Linked DNA regions of Gossypium hirsutum: region 2 is linked to region 1. The links are chromatin contacts, called in public Hi-C maps. All regions are on one chromosome and are shown on one strand. The core of a region is the stretch at or near the end of the contact, and the rest is flanking DNA. Distances in the headings are between cores, read along the strand shown.

Region 1 (5,431 bases), core at 2,522-5,021:
TAATCATGTGGCACAAAAGGTGATATCTGTCGACAGGACACTTTTAGGTCTGGATCTGGTTCACCTGAAAAAGTAACAGATTGTTCAAAACAAGATTCAAGGAAAAATAAAGACTTCTAAAAACAAAGAAAGTTTGAATAATACCATCATATATTGTCCATGCTCTAGGAAACAAAGCATGGTATGTAGAATGCTGACCATTCAGATTCCATCCCCATGAAGAAATACCCTCATCACTAGTTTTGCTGAGAAAGCATACAACTAACATTACACTTACAATCTACACAATCTCTAATAAAGAAAATTGTCCCAAACTTCAAAAAGATGATGAAAGAAAGAAAAATCCCTATTCCTTAAATCTAGGCAAGCCCCAAAAAGTACGATGGAACCTTTCTAATTTCTCAAGAAAAATAAATTAATATAAAGGCACTTCGAATACACAAAATACACCATCATGAAGGACACTGCATATTTAACAATGAATTAACACACCCTCCCAAAGAACCCTCTCCCTTCCCTTTTCCACTGAGCACTCGTCCCAACTCTGAAAAGGAGATTGCTTATCAACCATGAAGTAGCTAGCATTTCCTTACCAAATAATTTTAGAAAGGAAGAGGAAGTTCAGAGATCAAATACCAAGCTCGATAAATAAATAAGTACCAAGCTGAAGGCAATTTTGCAGTAAAAAAATGACGAAGCAATGAAGTTTTAATGTTATAAATAAAATGCAAGAACTAGAACATAGAAATCAAACTGGATACTATTTGCTCAATCAAATTTTGAATAGAATTTTCCCAGGTAACAATTTTCATAATTATCAAAACCTGCAGCTCTAGGTTCTCATAAGGATATTAACAGCTAAAATTAATGACATGCAAAATTTTCAGTTAGTTGAATAGGTATCAACTGCTGCCCCTTGATATGATGATATTCACAAAGTGAAACAAACAAGGATAGAATGACCAAAGAAGATAATCAACAAAGTACACAAAGTAGGAGAGCTACTGACTTACATGCACATCATCAAATTAATTTTGCAAGCCACGGATATATATGATGCACCAGTCAAAGTTTGTTGTTAAATGCATAATTACAGGTCTCGTATACCACTTGAGGTGAACCTCATATACAACCAGTCAATAAAAACATGAAAAATATCTATTTCTTTTAGCTCACAAAAATGAAAAGATATACAAGTATCCATTTTCTTTTAGAATGATTGTAGTATTGCTTAACAGGGTTTTCTTTCTTACCCTAGTCCTTCATGCTGTCCGGGAGCCAAAACTGATGCGTACTTCTTATTCCCTCCATCGCGAGATATAAATATCTACAATATCAGAAATAAATCAAACCAGCAAGAAGAAGAAATTCTGGTTTAACATTTCTTGAGCTATTTTTTATTTTTTGTAATCCCTTATCTGGGGGGACTGGCCATATCTGTTTCATAAATTTAAGTTGGAAAAACTGCAACCATAATCTACTAATAAAATAATATTGAATAATTGATGGTGCACAGCAACTACATGATTGGTGCTAGATTTAAAATGAAAAAGAATGTCATCTTATAAAATTCAAATATTGCCTCTCAAAACCTTTTAACGAAAATGTCAATTTGTCTCATCAGAAGAAAAATTCAAGTTCAATGCATATACATGAGTTCAGCTGATAGTCCTAAAACCATATGTTGACCGATCTTATATTATATACATATTTTTGGTTTTGGATCATTCTCTTGAAATAAATCAGTTAAAAACTCATAAAAAAATATAACACGAACAAGTAAATAAGTAGAAGGGCAGAGCTTTACAGAAAATTGATTAGCCATAACAGGTGAAATGTTGCAAGTTCCAGGGATAATTTGCCATTGCCTGAACTCACCTCTGAAACCCCTGGATATACTGCCACTCCTGCAACATGATTTGCCACCATTAGAGTACATGAAAAGTTCCAGCACTAAGAACTGAATGTAGCTAACCAGATTAAATACCCCATCCCTCCCAGTGGAACTCCTTGAGATGCAGATGGCTTACAACTTTCTCGGGTAAAAGGGTCAATGGGTGCTTTCTGCACATAATCATGCGATAATATAAAAAAGAAAAACTCAGAAAACATCTTCATCCTGCAGTTGTGCTATCTAGGAAATAATAACCTATTTCTAGAAACTAAAAGGTGGAAAGAATATCAAATGAGTGTAAACTGAATTAAACAAGAGAATTACCCTTCCATGAGAAGCCTCTTCCCTGACATAGGACCATAGACGTATGCCTAATCGCACCTAAGATTTCAAAATTCCCAGACCAAGGTAACCAGTACAGGATATCAAGCATACTTGCTATACAGAATTAATTATCTCTTATCTGGAATCAGTCAAGCAGGGTCTTCTATCACTTACCATCTGTATTGCTTCCATAAATGTAACACTGAATTCTTTAAGAATATTAGCATGGCTGTTTAACCTTCTTCTCCAAGCTTGTTTTGGTGGGGCAGCACTATCAAAATTAAACTATAGAGAACCAAACCAAAAAATTCACTAAAATCAGTACAGAAGAAAGCTTAAATTAATCTGAAATAAAAACCACGATTATCATGTCAAATAAAATAGTTCTCATATAAAAGAGATGTGGCATTGAAGACCCAAAATTAAATCAAAATGTCACTTTTAGTCCTTTTACTCAGTCATATGTATGCAGACGGAATATTGTCATATTGCTGATTTAAGATTATCAGATATGAAATAATATCAGGCAGAACCAACTGTATTAATTTGAGAAGAATCACTGTCAATCTCTTCCCTACAGTTGAAACGAATACTGAAATGATTCTAATTGGCATCAAGTTCAAAACGTTTTTTCTTACTTCTAACAATTTACAGGTTTTTGACCAGACACCAGCCGCAAAAATCAACTAATCGTATCTATGGCATGAATCGTATCAGGCCAGCGATCCCTTTTTTTTCCTGAATTTTGACGAGACGCAAGCTCGCAGTCAAGCTCTCATTAATGGTAAATACATAGAAAAAGGATCATTTCCAAATATTTAAGTAAAAATTTAATTAAATAGTTCCTAAGGCATGTCTTATATGCTATCTACAAAATCAAGCGCGATGATTGAATTAAATAAGAGGCAGAAAATATACAAAATAAATAGTTCAAATTTTCTACAAAATGAATTTGAACCTTATTACTTTAGGATAGAACTAATTCTGTGGAAAAACAACCTTGCTCCTCTTAACTTTTAGACTACTACTATTTTTTTTCCTCCGCTTTTACACATTTTCTCAGGAACCAAACAGAACGAAATCAACTTAGAAAAAAAGAACGCCATAATCAACAAAGTTATCCCCGTTAATATTAAGAAAAGAAAAGAGGCAAAACAAAAAACTTACCAATTGTAAAGTATTACGGCTGACATATTCTTCAGGCGGCCATGAATTCTTTTTAGAATGAAATAAGTTTCCAGTAACCATGTTGACTAATCAAAATTCAAATTTCCACTCCAATAATGTCCTGTCCCTTCTCTTTAGTTATATGCTTCCCAAATTCATGCGATCAACAAAAGAAAAGGAAAAATAAATAAATGCAAAAGAACTTGGGAGAAAAAGCCTCCTATACTCGAAAGATCTCTTATTTATATTTTAAAAAAAGAAAAGAATAGAAAAGGAATGGAAATGCTAAATCAGAGAATCGCGGGATCAGATATGTAGGGGTACTTTAGATTTCCGTGTAGAAAAACTGGAGAAGCGTTAAGCATTCGTGGCGGCTTTTTTGGGATATAAAAATGGAAAAAGAGGAGAAATAAAAATTTAAAATGAAAGAAAGAGAGAGAATGAAGAGGGGACGGGTGGAGCCGTAGGGTTGGCGCGTGGAAGAGCCATTTGGACTTTGGAGCCTTGTCAGCTCTCATGGATCGCCAGGTGGGTGTCAACGCCACAATAAAGTCCAATTTCTTTCATTTTTTATTTATTTGTTAATATCATATTTCATCCAAGTTCAAAATACAATAATAATGTTAGGTTAAAATTTTGGTTTATTATCAACTTGTATATTAAAACATTATGAAAAATTTTTACTAAAAAACATGTTTTTATAATAGTATAATTTATTTTTTAAATAAAAAATATTTTAATAATTTTTCAATTTAGTTATATACATTAGTATTTTTTTATCGGAGTATGTACATACACCAATTGGATTAAAAGCTTAAGATAAGTATAGATGTTGATAACTTGATTCTTAGCCAAGTGTCGTATTTTCAAAACATATAAATTAAAAACAACAAATATTTTTAAAATTTTATTAATTATATTTTTTTGAAAATGTGAAAAATTTTGAAATTTTGATTTTTCCTAGAAGGAAAAGAACAGGTAAAAGGGCGTTGCGTGATAGCTGCCTCCAATGGGTGAGGATGTGGGGTCATCTTTCTTTTTGGTCTTAAAAAGAATATGGTGGAGTTTTTTTCTAATTAAAATTAAAAATGAAAACAAAAGTAAAAATAAGAAAATTTTTATTTGATTATTTGCTAATTTAGTGGGCGGTGCGAACTTGAGATAATATGCGGTTGTGTCGTGTGGTGTTTGTCTGGACCGCATCGCATAGCGTCCCACGCAGTGAGCAACTAACTAATTCTACTGTTTTTCCATTTTCCATACCACCTGCTCTCGGGACAAATAACAAGATCCACTTGCTTGATTTGTTCATATGTTACTAATAATTAAAAGGGTAAACTATACCATTAGTCATTAAATTATGGGTAAGTTTTCATTTTAGTCGCTTAATAAAAAAAGTTATAATTTGATCACTGGATTATTTAAAAGTTTTCATTTAAGTCACTATACTATTAAAATCAATGTTATAGTTTTTTTTGTTCATACTACCGACACCAATAGAAAGCTTTTTTTCCTCTTATCTTTTATAGTTCAATTTTTTTTTTATGAAACAATTTTGGAAGTCACAATTTGCGAACCAACATTCAAATAACTTTTTTCTTTAATCTTTGACATTAACTATCAAATCAACTTGGATCTAAGGTATGTCCTACTCGTCGATGGGTACTGATCCACTATATCGATCATCGAATCGTCGCTTGGAGCTCACTGGCGAAACTTTAAAAAAAATTAATCTAGTGACTTAAATAAAAACTTTTGAATAGTTCAATGACTTAAATGAAAACTTTCGAATAGTTTAATGATCAAATTGTAACTTTCTTTAGTTAAGTGACTGAAATGAAAATTTACCCATAGTTTAGTGACTAATAGTGTAGTTTACCCATAAGTTGAAGAGTTAATTGCATTAGACATCATTAAATTATACTTTCATTCGAAATTGATCCTTAAACTTTAAAACATTCTAAGGGTATATATACGATGGCACCTGAACTTGGCAATTTGTACATATTTTGTATTTTTTGGGAACATTTAACCGGTACCTAAACT
Region 2 (5,303 bases), core at 669-3,168, 270 kb after region 1:
AACAAACTTGAGAATCTTCCCCGTTGAAGTCTTGGGTAATTCATCCTTAAACACCACCGTTTTGGGCACCATGTAGTGTGGCAACTTGGCTCTACAGTACTCCATAATCTCAATCTCACTGGGTTTCCGAGTTAACTCAGCTTTCAAGCTCACAAAAGCACAAGGAGTCTCTCCCCAATACTCATCCGGCCTAGCCACCACCGCTGCTTCATTGATTGCTGGGTGAGTGTACAAAATGGATTCAACTTCAACACTGCTCAGATTCTCCCCGCCGCTAATTATAACATCCTTTGAACGATCTTTGATTTCCATATATCCATCAGGGTGGATCACCCCAACATCTCCGGTGTAAAACCAGCCGTCTTCTTTCAAGCACTTGGATGTGGCATTTGGGTCCTTTAGATACCCCAACATGATACAAGGACCTCTCAAAACGATTTCCCCAAGGCTTGACCCGTCTCGCTTTACACTCAGTCCTGACTCGGGATCCACTATGTCCGCTTCCGTCACAGTCAGAGTTCTCACTCCTTGTCTCGCTTTCAGCCTCGCCCTCTCCGCCAATGGAAACTTGTTCCATTCCCTTTTCCAAGCACAAGAAACAACCAGTCCTCCCGTTTCGGTTAACCCGTACCCGTGACTCACTATGAAACCGAGTGACTCGGTCCTGTAAAGAACCGCTGCTGGCGGTGGAGCTCCAGCGGTGAGGATTTGGACTGGATTTTGGAGAGGTTTAGTTTCAGGAGAATTTGTTAACATGTTAAGCACCACGGGGGCTCCACACATATGAGTGACGCCATGTTTTCTGATCAAACTATAGATGATTCGGGCGTCGAATTTTCGAACGCAAATATTAGTTCCACCGACGGCAGCCATCCCCCAAGTGAAACTCCACCCATTAGCATGAAACATTGGGAGTGTCCATAAGTAAACAGGTTGTTTTGGAACTTCCCAATGGATTAAAGAATCAACGGTGTTGGTGAAAACTGCCCTGTGGCAATGAACCACTCCTTTAGGAGACGAGGTGGTACCTGATGTATAGTTCAAAACAATCGGATTCCACTCACTTTCAGGCCGAATCCACTTGAAACCAGGGTTGCCTTTCTGCACCAGACTCTCATACGTGCAACAGAAGCGAGAGTCAATGGTGGAACTCACACCATCATCCTCATCATCTTTGATTAAGACCAGAAGTGGGGGGTTTTCGTTGGGAGGAAACAAAGAGATGGCTTGCAGGGCCAGAGACTGAGAAAGGGTATCGACAAAGAGGAGCTTTGATTCACTGTGACATAGGAGGACGGAGACAGTGCGGGCATCAAGGCGGGTGTTGATGCTGTTTAGTACAGCACCAGACATGGGAACAGCGAAATGAAGCTCGTACATTGCTGGGATGTTGGGGGCTAAAACGGAAACGACGTGGCCCGTTTTGATGCCGGTAGAGGAGAGGGAAGAAGCTAACTGGAGACATCGCCGGTGGGTTTCAGACCAAGTGTAGGAAGTATTATTGTAGATGATGGAGGTGCAATCACCGTACACGGTGGCTGCTCTGTCTAAGAAGCCTAGTGGGGTGAGAGGGGAAGAATTTGCAGGCCGTGACTTTAGCTCTTCCATTAATTTTCCTCCTTGAAACGCTGGTGGTTTGGGTTTTTTTCTTTTTCTTATAACCTTTTAGAGGTGCGTTTTGTGGGTGTGTAACGATAGAGATTCAATAGTTACAAGTAAACACAAATTAAATTTTGAACATCAAAAACGGAACATAGATTAGATTGGATTGTTCAAACAGAAAAACAAGGGAAGAAACAGGCGACTAATTAAAGCTCCTCCGGTGTGGTGTTCTAAAGTGAGTCTCGAAGTCAAAGGATCTCTGTATTTGTATAGCTTATCAGTGATTGAAATGCCTAATCATGAAATGCATCCCTCTATTTTACTGAAATTGACATTTTAGTCCTCTTTTTATATAATTACATAAGGGGAACGAGGTTACTTGGGATCAAATCCAAGCTTTTATGCTTATAACATAATATTTTTTCTATTGGGTCAAGAGGTTGTTGACTTAATTCTTATATTTTAATTTGCTTTACAAAAACTAATAAGTTAGTCCCATTAGGTAACACTATTAAATATTGCCTTTGAATTGTTAACCTTAAAATCATCGATTTTTTTAATTCATATGCACAAAATAGTTAAAATAAAAAATTCAACAATCTATACCGAACAAATTAGCAAAAAAATAGTGGTTCAACTTCATGTATTTACCAACAACTAAACTAATTTTTTAGTTTTCGTAAAGTACAAAATTAAATTTTGACAAATTAAAACTGTGGGACTAACTTATTAATTTTCATAAAATAAAAGGATGGAACTCATAACTTGACCATTCTTTGAAAGTAAGATATTGAAGCAAAGAAGGAAAATATCCTATATGGCATGTCTAAAATGATGATAATTGACATCTCTAGTTGGTTGACACATCATCAATTATATATTAAAATAGTAATGGGAACCACTATTATGCATAATATTTACCATAATTAAGTTAATATGTATTTTTAGTTAGAACCTACATTAATGTTTAAACATATTTAGTAAACAATTAATTACTTGATACAGTTTTACCATAATTAGTTTATCTAATATAAATTCACCATAATCAATTAATATATATTAACCATAATTAGTTCACATAATATAATTAATCATAATTACTTAATATATATTTACTATAATTAGTTTACATATTTACAATAATATACATTTGTGTATCACATTTAATAATAGCTACATAAAATTGAAAAATTATATATATTTTGTGACAAAGAAGAATAAAAAAAATTACATCACAAAATGCAATCCCCTAAATGGGGAGACTTCAAAAACTTGTAATCATTTACTATCCAAGTGAACCAACTTGACCAGTCTATCAGCTTCTTAGTTCTCTTCTTTAGGGATATGGCAAATACTCTAATGTTGAATCCGAGAAAACAACTGAATAATCCTCCTAATCAAAGCAAAGTTAGATCCTCCTGTAAATCCCTCCTTTATGGCATTAGCCACTTCAAGGCTATCTGTCTGAACCAATATATTATCATACCCTCGATCAACCAAGATGCTTAAGCCATCTAATATGCCCCACAATTCAGCCTCGAACATTGAACAGCTCCCCAAGAATCTGTTAAAGCCAAAGATTCACTTCTTATTTCGGTCTCGCACAATTCTGCTAAAGCAGAACCATCCTCACGCCTAACGAAACCATCAGTATTCAAGTAAACCCAGTTTCCAGGCAAATTGGAGCATTAAATCAGAGCCTAAAGCGAATTCGTTGGACCCCTAGCTATTATCATAAATTGTTTGGCCCAGCTATATTAGACCTTAATAGTGTCATTGCTGCTCCAAGACGAACCTTGAAAAATAAAGAGATTGTGATTTTTCCATATACGCCATATGAGAATCTCAAAAAAGCACTTTCATTAGACCTCTCCAAATCCCAAGTCATGCCTATTCTGCAGGTTTGATGTGATCCATTCTTGTAAATTACCTGAATAAAAGTTAACAATTTGATCAGTAGGAATTAAAAGGTTCCAAATATCCATTGCAGTAGGACAATCCCCAATAGCATGCAACATATCCTCAGTGATATGCCCACAAACCCCACACACCGAGTTATGGCCGATACCTCATCGAACTCTTTCCATATTAGTGAACAACCTCTGCTTGAAAGCAAGCCAAACAAAAGACCTAACCCTTTTGTGGTCCTTGAAACTTCCAAGGGATCTTCCACACAACTTCTTTCGGCTTCCAGGAATTTTCCTGGATTTCTCCATATGCACTTTTAACCAAAAAAGAACCTGTCGATGTACCTCCCCAGATAATCCTATCAGCACCTATTGTCGAGTGTGGTGGAGGTACCCTAATAATAGCTACATAAAATTGAAAAATTATATTTAATATGTAAAAAAAATCCATGTATCATAATTAATATCAAAATATAAATGTATTTAATATGAAAGAGAATTAATTTTTTTTGTCCTAATATATATTGATCATAATATAAATTTTAAAAATTAAACATTTGCGGTTTGTTTGAGAAAAAAATTATTTATTACGCATGTATTACAATAATTAAACATAAAATATAGAATAGTTAATACAATTTTAAACTTAAAATAGAAACATAACGAATAACTCTTGTAATAAATAATATCACTTCAAAATAAGTGAAAAATTTTCTTCTTCTTTTTTTTGCTAAAAATAAGTTATCGAATTGGTTAAATATTATCTATTGAATTAGTTTATTGCTAACCTATATACTAAAACATGTGTAAAATATAATATTCCTATCGAACGTAGCACTATATTATAGTGCTTTTACTTTCTCAAACATAGTATTGATGAAATTTTGTACCAATTTTTTAACAAATAAATATAATATATTTTAATTAATATACACAATCAATTCATGCATCGCATGCAAAAACATGTATATATATACTACTTATAAAATCCCTTATGGAGTTGATAGCATAAATTAATTGAACATCAACTTAATTGAAAAAAAGTTAAATTAAAAATATTAAAAAAATTATAAGGATATGTCTTTTGATATTTATATATTCTTAAACTAAAACATGAAAAAATGTCAAAAATAGATTGATGGTTAAGTCATGAAGTTCAAGAATTTATGGGTGTGGCTTAATATGTTAATTTTTATAGTTTTTTTTTGTCGGTAAAAAGATCTCTTCATACCTTTTTAATTTTGAAATTAAGTAAATTGGTTTTTATTAAAAAATTAGGAGTAATTTAATCCCTGACAATTTTGAAAGTGAACAACTAAGAACAATTAATTACGGTGTTATTGTCTTCTATCAATTGTACACAATTTTGATTAGCACAGTAACAAATTTAGCTTTTAATGTTTACATATTTTTTTTCATTTTGGCCTTAATTCTAAAAATTTCAACAAATTCAGCCTCAACATTTACACATTTACACAAATGCTAGGGGATAAATTGGTTAAATTAGAACCAAATTGACAGAATGTGTGAACTTTGAGAGTTAAATATATTATTATACCAATCAAAATCATGTACAATTGATGGAAAATATTAACTTCGTGATTAATTGTCCTTAATCACTCATTTTCAAAATTGACAGATATTAAATTGTTTTGATATTTTTAGAGTGACCAATTTGCTTAATTTTAAAATTGAGATAAATTGGAAAAAAAATTTTACCTTTTTTTTTCCTTCACCCACAACTTGGTGTCATATTGTTGGGGATAAACTCGTATAAGCAATGAACAAGTAAAA

What was found. Hi-C and Micro-C count contacts between places; a contact is called where the count stands out from the background.
Region 2: a contact with region 1 is called in a Hi-C map of leaf, with 2.0 times the contacts expected there. The contact joins the promoter of LOC107914845 here to the promoter of LOC107914844 in region 1. A contact is called at or near these places in 10 of 34 Hi-C or Micro-C datasets (anther, callus, hypocotyl and 2 more).

Annotation. Positions count from the first base shown.
Region 1 is chrD10:30,222,408-30,227,838 of Gossypium_hirsutum_v2.1, forward strand. LOC107914844 (non-lysosomal glucosylceramidase) reads right to left here and starts at 3,772. Exons shown (of 18, transcript XM_016843888.2): 1 at 3,386-3,772; 2 at 2,393-2,503; 3 at 2,219-2,275; 4 at 1,988-2,064; 5 at 1,808-1,907; 6 at 1,254-1,327; 7 at 145-245; 8 at 1-64. The coding sequence starts at 3,466.
Region 2 is chrD10:30,491,065-30,496,367 of Gossypium_hirsutum_v2.1, forward strand. It overlaps LOC107914845 (probable acyl-activating enzyme 6), which reads right to left and starts at 1,919. Exons shown (of 1, transcript XM_016843892.2): 1 at 1-1,919. The coding sequence starts at 1,608.